2 separate regions of the Mus musculus genome follow, and region 1 is linked to region 2. The links are chromatin contacts, called in public promoter capture Hi-C maps. All regions are on one chromosome and are shown on one strand. Each heading gives the region's core, a stretch centred on a gene start, on an enhancer-like site or on the middle of the called end of the contact. The rest is flanking DNA. Distances are from core to core; before and after follow the strand shown.

Region 1 (4,904 bases), core at 2,295-4,794, 3.5 Mb before region 2:
GTTGGCAAATGTTTTCTATAAAGGACCCAGTAGTAAGTATTTTAGGGAAAGGTAAGGTCACCCCCCCCAACCCTGCTACCATTCTTTCCCAACCTTTTAACAAAGTACAAAGCCAATCCTAGCTAGAGGGGATCTTCAAAAACAGGTCTGACAAGCCTGCTAGTGAGAAACTCACTTTTTTTGAGTTTACACTGTGTTAGATTTTAGTTACAGCCACCAATTATAAGGACTTTCACACACAAGAAAGCATACATGGCTAGCCAAAGAAACCTTATATGTTACCTTCTGTCCTCCAACAAAAGATTTTCAAGTGAAAGAGTCGGTCCCTTTACTTTTGCTTGTATTTAGCTCCTGAGTAAAAGCAGTCTGCTGAGCCAGAGATGGGCGTGGCTCCCTACCCCCATCTCCACACAGTGCCTGAACTACTTGGCTGGATGTGGTACAATTCATAACTGAGACGTTATAGAGCCTCTAATAATAGACTGCCAGCTTTTGCTAAAACCCAAGGTAAAGGCGATGTTCACGGAGTCCGAATGAGCTCTTAAGTAGGAAGTTATGTTTCTAAGTAAATCCAGACACTAGGCCGGAGTTTGATGACATTTTTAGTAGCTGGCTTTAGTAGCAGGCAATCCTTTCACCTCAGCCGCTTGTGTGTTGGAATTACAGGTATAAAATATATAGTATGCTTCTAGGGTTTGGTCATGGTTACCATGCTGTCAACAATCCTAAAAGTTATCCTATTATACTGTGCTGCCGTGGGCATGAGGAGCTGGGAATTGTCATGCTTTGGTGTCAGCCATGTAAACTGATACTTCTATGAAAGGCAATTAGGCAATATTTATTAGAATTTTTATTAGAATATTTATTAGGATGCCTACTCTTTGACCCAGTTCTTTTGTTTCTGGGACTGTACCCAGGAGGTACAGTTCATGCTGGGAAACGTCTGCCTCTGCTTTGTTCGTAAGCAAAATATTGGGAAAACCCTAAATGCCCATCAACAGAGCTTCAGTAATTAGGGTCCAAGCCAGGCCCAACGCTCACGGGAAAAAAAAATGAAACAAAAACAATAAGGAACTAGAGGAGAGCCTGGGCTACATAGCAAAGACAGGCAGGGCTACACAGAAAAACCCTGTCTCGAAAAACCAAAACAACAACAACAAAAAGTTTTCTAATAAGTCTTGGCTATCCTGATCCCGGAGCTCTCTGAGTAGACCAGGCTGGCCTTGAATTGACAGAGACGCTCCTGCCTTTGCCTTCCCAGTGCTGGGATTAAAAACATGTGCCAGCACACCCAGCAAATGTATACCTACTTTTTGGTTAATGACTCTGAACATCTTTTTAATTTTTTTTTTTATTATGTGACTGTGTCTCTGCATGTGAGTGCAGGTACCCAAGAAGGGCCAGAAGCGGGTGTGAGATTGTATTAGTCAGGGTTCTCTAGAGTCACAGAACTTATGGGTAGTCTCTATATAGTAAAGGAATTTATTGATGACTTACAGTCTGCAGTCCAATTCCCAACAATGGTTCAGTCGTAGCTGTGAATGGAAGTCCAAGGATCTAGCAGTTACTCAGTCCCACACGGCAAGCAGTCAACGGAGCGAGAGCACAACTTCCTTCTTCCAATGTCCTTATATGGTCTCTAGCAGAAGGTGTAGCCCAGATTAAAGGTGTGTACCACCACACCTTTAATCCCAGATGACCTTGAACTCAGAGATCTCACTGTCTTCAAGATCTCCATACCAAGATCCAGGTCAGAAACTTCTATCTCCCAGCCTCCAGATCAGGGTCACTGGTGACCCTTCCAATTCTGGATTGGAGTTCATTCCAAATATAGTCAAGTTGACAACCAGGAATAACCACTACAGAGATCCCCTGGGGTTGAAATTAGGTGGTTTTGAACCACCTGTCACAGGTGCTGGAAACCCAACTCTTGTCCTCTGGAAAAACAGTGTTCACTCTTAGCCACTGAGCCATTTCTTCAGCCCTGACTTCAGTATCTGAAAACATAATAAAGCTAGCAAGGACACTCCAGTCCTCATCACCATTAAACAAACAAACTGAAGCTTTATGGCTGCCATTTTACCTTTATACACATAGGCATTTCTTACATGAAAAGATTTTATACAAAATAACAATATCTGATATGTATGCCTTTATTATCTAATGACATTCATCTGAAAAAAAAAAAGGATTGGTTAGTTTGAAACTGTATCTAAACAATGTCCACACACATTCGCACCTTCGGTTGGGTTGTCCCTAGGCACTTTAAATATGAACAACCTGCCCCTTAAGTGCTGCGATACTTTTCTATCATCGGAGCCAAACAACAGCCATCTTCAGGAATGTAGCTGTGCCCAAAGATCATCATATTTGAAGGAGGGGCCAAGAGGGTCTTGGAACCCTCACCTGGGTATGCCTGCAATCGATACCAGCTGTTGAACGTACTTCCGCCCTAATTACGTGTAGCCTGGGGAGGGGCTAGAGTGTGGGCTGGAGAGCAGTAGGGAAGTGGGCTCCATCCATGCCAGGAAGCCTTCATTTCTACTGGATACTTTCCAGTGCAAGCTTATTTGAAGGAGAGTGATTACTCACTTGCTTGTTAAGTGACTTGTCACCTATGGTCTGTAAATGAGCCCAATAAACTAATTTGTGCTTCAGGGGAAATTTTTCTATCATTGTACTTTGTTGTTGGGACTGTGTGTGTAGAAAGTGTTAGCCACAAATGTCATGATCTCATTGCAGAACTACAATTTTTCTATGCAAATATTTTGCTGGGGGAACGATCTGAACATTTTATGGGAACCAAATATTGTGTAATTCTAAGGTCCTAGTATCCTGGAGCTTTGAACAGCGGCACATGGTTACAAGCCAGTTATTTTCAATTCATATTATCCTCCCAAAGTAACCTGCAGTCCTCGTTTTACCACTGACCCAAGACAAGCCACAGTTTTGGTCTTGATAGCTGTGGCCTCATAGCAGGGCCAAGAGCCAGAGAACAGGAAGGCTCTTTCTCGCTTTCAAGCCCAGAAAAGCCTCTGAATACAGATACAAAATAAGAGCGAGAGTGGAGGCTGTGCAGAGTACATTAGTGAAGGTGCGGGGCGGACAGTGTCGGTGGAAAGAGAGGCGGTGGAGGAAAGTCGGCTCCACAGCGCTGAATCTCGCCCAACCATCCCTCCGAGGTCGGAGTCCCAGGACCGACCGACCGACCGACCGACCGACCGGTGAGCTAAGTGGGGAAGCCAGACTCCGCTCGGATCCGCGGGCGTTTGCGAGACAGTCTGCAGCCGGTTTTTCCAGGGGCTGGAAGAATCTGGAACAAGGGTACCGGGCACAGAATCCAGGAGAAGCCTCCACCCGCCCCGCCGCGCCCGGGGCAAATTGCAAGGCGCGCCCTTAGCAAATGACTCAACCCACTGCGTGACGTTAAGTGTCACAAGTCAGGTCCCACGCCTCCGCCGTGGGAAATAGTCCCTCGCTCCGCCCCTTGTTGTGTGCGCAGCCAATCCCTGCTAGGTAGGGCGTGGCTAACACCGCCCCCTTGGATTCCTCCGCTCGAGTCCGCGGTGGGGAGGTCGAGGGAGTCGCCATTTTGGATGCCGAGCGGCTCCTCGGAAGTCGGCTTCTTCCGTTTTCACGTCCGGATCCCTCCAGGTGAGCGTGCCCTCCTTAGACCTAAGCATCTTTGTCTCCCTCTTCCATCTACGTCCCGCTTTTACGGAACCCCAGCGTTAGTCTGTAGGACCGTGAGGACAAGCCGTCCGCGCCGTGTCAGCGGGGGAAGCCCTGGCAGTCGGGGTCAGGCCTGAGGTCGGGCTCCGGCCGTGGGAGGAGGTGGGACCGCCTAGACAGGTGCTGGCGTCGCTGTTGCCCCCGGCATGAGCCGGGCACTGAGGAGACACCCCTCTGCAGTGCGGTCGGGTCGGGACCCTGAGGGAGGCCTTGTCCCCACCGCCGCGGTTGCTGCGGGGTGAGTCAGACCAGGAGAGCCCGAGGGAGCGCTCCTCTTCCGGGTCCTGGGGTCAGGCGTGGCCCTCAGGACCTTGAACTTGAGCTAGGATGCGGACCGGACCAGGGCTGCGGCCGACTGATGTCAGGGGGAGGCTACGGGGGCTTATTGTGTACAGTCTGTTGTTGTTGAATGGCTCCCGGGAGGAGACTGTCATTTCTTTTGTTGTGCCTTCTTGGTGTTTGTTCTGGTTTTGTTTGTTTTTGTTTTTGTTTTTGTTTTTTTGTTCTTACGAGAACAAAACAGTATAATCCCTCCATCAAACAATCAACCTGTGTTTCATTGTTTCAGTCAGACTTTTCCATTTCCATATGCATGTCTTTTTCCAGCTTAGTAAAATATTAGTCGGTACATTTGTTAACATCTCACACCCTTCAAGGTTTTTTGACCTTCGTGGGGGAACTTCACCGCATCCTTGTGTTTAAGTCACGCGGCTTCTTAACATTTTCACTTGATAAAAACAATGCTTTCTTCCCCTGATTACTTTCGTAGCCTTTCTCTTTTTCTTCTTGTGCCTCTGGTTTCTAACAAGACCCGAGCCTCTAGAGTCCTTAAGTAGACTCTGATCCACTTAATTTAGGCTCTAATCGGGATCAGGTCCCAATTATATGTAACCTTTTGTGGTTTAAAGTGCCAACACTTCCCAAAACGAAGTGTAGTCTATGAAAATTATTTCATGTGGAACCCTTAAATTACTGATAACGAGGTTTCCTTTTTTTTTTCTTTAAATATTTATTTTATGTGTATGGTGTTTTGCCTAGACCCTTTATCTAGGGTCCCAGGCATATCTGCATCATGAGTGTGCTTGGTGCCTGTGGAGTTCAAAGAGGGTTTCAGATCCCCTGGAACTAGAGTTATTGGGCCGTTGTGAGCCACCGTGGGGGTGTTGAGAATT
Region 2 (4,910 bases), core at 1,885-4,384:
TTTACAAGGACAACCTCCCCTCCCCGTCTTTTTTTTTTAAAAGGTTTCTCTGTGTAGCCCTGGCTGTCCTGGAACTCAGATCTGCCTATCTCTGCCTCCTGCGTGATAAGATCAAAGGGGTGTGGTACCAACGCCCGAGGGGGTAAAAAAAAAAAACCCTTTTTGAGACCCACAGTCACTATAAAGAGCCCCTTGACTTTTCTCAACAGTGTCTTTGAACCCAGCATAGCACATGTCCTTGCCTAAGCAGTTATCCCAGTGTCTTCAGAGTGTTGTGGGAAGACACGTGCCTTCCACTCCCTTCATGATGTGGGTGCTGATGCAGGAAATTCCCACCATGGGAGCTTCGACATGACATACCTATGAGCAGGGCATGACGACTGGTCAATGTCTCCATGCACTGACGAGGAAATGGGTGAAAGAGGAAGCCACCAGTTACCCCTCTTCCTGGTCAGGCTGGGAGGCCTCTAAAAATAGCAATGGCCCCTTCCTGAGATACTTGGTGGTTGAGACATAGACAAGAACCAGACACAAAACTTTTACTTCAAATAACCCTGGGAAGAGTCCTCTTTACTTTCATACACATTATCAAATTATGTTTAGTCTACATGTATGTGCAGGGGTAAGACGAGAGCACAACACAGCACATGTGCAGAGGCTGGAGGACAACTTTCCAGAATTGGTTTCTTCTGGGGATAGAACTCGGGTCTTCAGGCTTGGTGGCAATCCCCTTCGTCCACTGAACCATCTTGCAGGCCCTCTTTGTTCATTTAACAGATAAGAAGACTGAGGCTGAGAGGGATGCAAACTGTTTGCCTAAGATCCCACCCCCCTGTTCCAAGATCAGTTTTCTGCTACCTCTCCCACTAACTCAGGACCCTGCAGCACTTTTTGTGCCTAGAAAAAGCTCTCTCTGGCCGGGCGGTGATGGCTCACGCCTTTAATCCCAGGACTTGGGAGGCAGAGGCAGGAGAATTTCTGAGTTCGAGGCCAGCCTGGTCTACAGAGTGAGCTCCAGGACAGTCAGGACTATACAGAGAAACCCTGTCTCGGAAAAACAAAAACAAAACAAAACAAGAAAAAGCTCTCTCTGGCAGCAGCCCTGGTCCTTGAAAAGATGCACAAGGATACAGGAGCTCAGATTCTTTCAGAGTCTAAGGCTTCTCAGCTATGATTTAGGATAACCAAAGTCTGCATAGATTAATTGGCAGTTAGTGCCCATCTGTCCAAGCGATACTATGCTGCAAATAAGCCAGGTGTGATGGTGCACTCCTTTAATCCTAGTGCTAGGGAGGGAGAAGCAGACAGATCTCTGTGAGTTCAAGACCAGCCTGATCTACAGCAAGAAGACAAGGCTACAAAGACTCTGCCTCAAGTAGGAAACGCGTATGTGGTCAGAGAATACACACATCTCAATGTCATGGGCCTTATTCTTAGATCTTCTTACATTCACACGTGACTTCTTCACACTGGTCCTCAGGGTTAAAGTCCAGATGACCAAGTCACAAGTTCTACACCACCCATATCTCCTGCCTTCCCCCAGTTCCATGCTGACCAGCCTGGAGCAATCTTCCAAGCCACCTTACTTCCTGCATATTCCAGGAAGGCTTCCCCAGCGCTCCCACACCTCTCTCTCTCACCTCTCAGGATGACCTCTCTGAGAGGCACTATTACTACCATCCAGGAAGCTTGAGAGAGGCAGGTCCAGCTGTATACAAATCTCAAAGGGAACCTAGGCTCAGAATCCCCCATCCCCTTCGCTGACCTAGAATGACATTGCTTTTCAAGAGAGGGTTTCTCAGCTAGGCATGGTGGCATACACCCTTGATCTTAGTACTTGGGAGGGAGAGGCAGGTGGGTATCTGAGTTCAAGGCCAGCCTGGTCTACAGAGTGCGTTCCAGGACAGCCAGGGTTACACAGAAAAACCCTGTCTAAGACAAGACAAAAAGAAAAAAGGGAAGAAAGAGCACAGGAATTTATGCTCCAGCAGAAAGAAAATATATATATATATACACACACACACACATATACATACATAAACATATATATAGCGTACGTTTCAGCATGTCTCTGTTCTCAGGAGTCCTGGCCAGCGAAACACCAGTTCAAAACGACTTCCATTGGCTGAATGGGGCATCTAAGACTCCTAGAGATTTTAGCCTGGCCTATTACCACATAGAAACATTGTTATTTCTGTTCCGCTGCCAAGTCTAAGACAGAAGAGCAAGTGGGCAGGGAATGTCACCTGGCCTCAGTACAGCCTAGAGTAATTAGGTCTGGAAGCGGAGAGTGGAGGCATGCTCTCAGACTCCCGGACTCCCTCAACGCCAGTTCAAGACTGTTGTCCCAACCCCATTCCTCTCTCCTCCCTTCCCTTAGCCACCCTGTTTCCCTTAGGCCATCTCCTCGAAAGTCAATACCATCCATTCCATAAGCTGAGAGCAGAGAAATGCTTTTGGGGGCCAGCGTGGATAGAACTTGCTACCACTCATTCCCTGTGAAATAGAGAGGGTAGGAGGTAATGACCGATTCTGAGACTGCCTAGGAACCCGCTGAAGTAGGGTTGAATTGCCTCAGTCTTTCCAGCTAAGAAATGGGGGCATGGCGAGGCAAGGTTTGGAGCTGTTGCAGTTAGGTGGAGTGGAAAGCCAGACATTATCTATTCCCTTTACTCTCACGTTTCAGAGGGCTCCAGACCACACCCATGCCCGGTATGGCGGGAGGTGGGCTAACCGAACTGACCCAGGTTAGAAACCAAATGCTCTGGGTTTCGTGCTTAAAGCAGATGCACAACAGAGCAGTTGGCCCACCAGACCCTGGCTGCACTGGATCCTGCAGGATCCACCCACCACCACCCTGAACACGAGTCTCACCCAGCACCACCGGGGGGTGACGTTGGGCCGGGAGCGTCAGGTCTGCCAGCATCATTAGTAGAAACAGAGGTAACAGGAGGCCACTCCGGAGCTGGGTCTCGCGACAGGTGCAGAGATGGCGATCCATGGCGTGAGACTGTGGTCGCAGGTCCAAGGGGCTGCTTTAGAGATTAGGGATCGTGCCTAGGCCCGGGCCGCAGCTCAGCTAGTTAACCCCACCGCTCGCAGATACCAGTCAATTAAGACCCGCCTCTTGCTAAGGCTCTACCAATTGCAACTCTCCGCCACGAGCGTCCCTCCCACCGGAGCTCACCACCCGCCCATGCCCACCTCCGGGACTTTGCTGCGCGCCGAACGCATCGATCGACCAACCGATGGGAGCCGCTTATCATCCCAGCTGTCGCCCTGCTCCTACACAGCCCCATCTCACCTCACCGTGAACCCAACACAGAACAATTCTCAAAGTCCACTCAAGTAGTTCTCATTCCTAATTCCTAGCCTTCCCACAGCACAAGGACCAAAAACATGCCCTTCATTTGCTATGGGTGAATGGTCTCTAAACAAAAAAAGAGGAAGTTAGTGTTTTGGAACTCGGGTGACCAGCAGCTGTCCAGGACCTTTATACGGCCTTTACACTGGCATCCCCAGGGGCATCTAGGTTTGGCCGCCCACGTCCAGAAAACTTTTACTGTCTGCCTTGCCGGTAGAAATGCATGTTAGAACCCAAGAAGCAGGTCTGGGAGAAGAAGCTAAAACAGCCTTTCTTTCTTTTCTTTTTTCTTTCTTTTTCTCTCTTTCTTTCTTTCTTTCTTTCTTTCTTTCTTTCTTTCTTTCTTTCTTTCTTTCTTTCTTTCTTTCTTTCTTTCTTTCTTTCTTTCTTCCTTCCTTCCTTCCTTCCTTCCTTCCTTCCTTTCTTTCTTTCTTTCTTTCTTTCTTTCTTTCTTTCTTTCTTTCTGTTTTGTTTTTCGAGACAGGGTTTCTCTGTGCAGTCCTGGCTGTCCTGGAACTCACTTTGTAGACCAGGCTGGCCTTGAACTCAGAAATCCGCCTGCCTCTGCCTCCCAAGTGCTGGGATTAAAGGCTTGCGGCACTACGGCCCAGAGATCAGCCTGTTTCAAACGGTCTGTCACTCTGTAAGTGCAGCACACGAATAGAGTTGGGAGTGGTTTGGATCTGAAAGTCTGAACCATTTCTCTGTAGGATTCCCCTGCAAAGAACAGGGCTCGAGAGCTCATGTTGGCACTTTAGCCCCTGTCCGCGCAAGCCTGAGGACTCAGGAAGGGCATAAGACTGACTGGAGCGAGGAGCTGGGGCCCAGACGGTAGTAGGCAAAAGGCTCAACACCCAGTAATATGCCAACACTCTGGGGGTGAACTGACCAGTGCTTCTGAGAAATAACCCTCTACATACTTCCTTCTGAAGGCCAACTGTGCTTCTGGGACACTGCTTGGTCCCAAGACTTCTGCTCCACCCCCCACCTCTTCCTTCCCTCTTCTTGGTAAACAGCTGACCCCACGTTAATGCCAACAATTCTAGTTTTTATAGCAAAATAGGAAGTTATTTATTTATTAAATTGTATTTTGGTTTTTTGAGACAGGAGGATTTCTCTCGGCCGTTCTGGGTATCCTGGTACTCACCAAGCTGGGCCCCAACCTTACAGAGATCCCCCTGCCTCTGCCTCCCTAGAGCTGGCATTAAAGGTGTGTGCCATCACCTCACAGCTTAGAAAGTTTTGTTTTGTTTTGTTTTTAAACGATCTATTTGTTTTATTTAGATGTATGAGTATTTCTGCCTACATGTATGTGTATCACATACATGCCTGGTGCCTGCAGAAGTCAGAAAGAGGACTTCAGTCTAATGTAATAGAGTTACAGACAGTTGTGAGGCACCATATAGGTACTGGGAATCAAACTGTAGGCCTCTGGAAGAGCAACAAGTGCTCATAACTACAGAGCCATCTCTCTAGCCCCAGAGAACAGGGCATTTTAAAGCCCACTAACCAATACATTAGGCCCCACTGCCTCCTACTTTAATCT

The links. Promoter capture Hi-C pulls out the DNA fragments that hold promoters and counts their contacts.
Region 1: a promoter capture Hi-C map of second pharyngeal arch cranial neural crest shows a contact between it and region 2. The contact joins the promoter of Ist1 here to the promoter of Pla2g15 in region 2. A contact is called at or near these places in 3 of 39 promoter capture datasets (frontonasal cranial neural crest, maxillary cranial neural crest and second pharyngeal arch cranial neural crest) and 1 of 9 other capture datasets (pancreatic islet).

The regions. Positions count from the first base shown.
Region 1 is chr8:109,691,934-109,696,837 of GRCm38.p6, reverse strand. Ist1 (increased sodium tolerance 1 homolog (yeast)) reads left to right here and starts at 3,544. Exons shown (of 10, transcript NM_028018.2): 1 at 3,544-3,654. It also overlaps a transcript of Zfp821 not described here.
Region 2 is chr8:106,148,578-106,153,487 of GRCm38.p6, reverse strand. Pla2g15 (phospholipase A2, group XV) reads right to left here and starts at 3,134. Exons shown (of 6, transcript NM_133792.3): 1 at 2,875-3,134. The coding sequence starts at 3,001.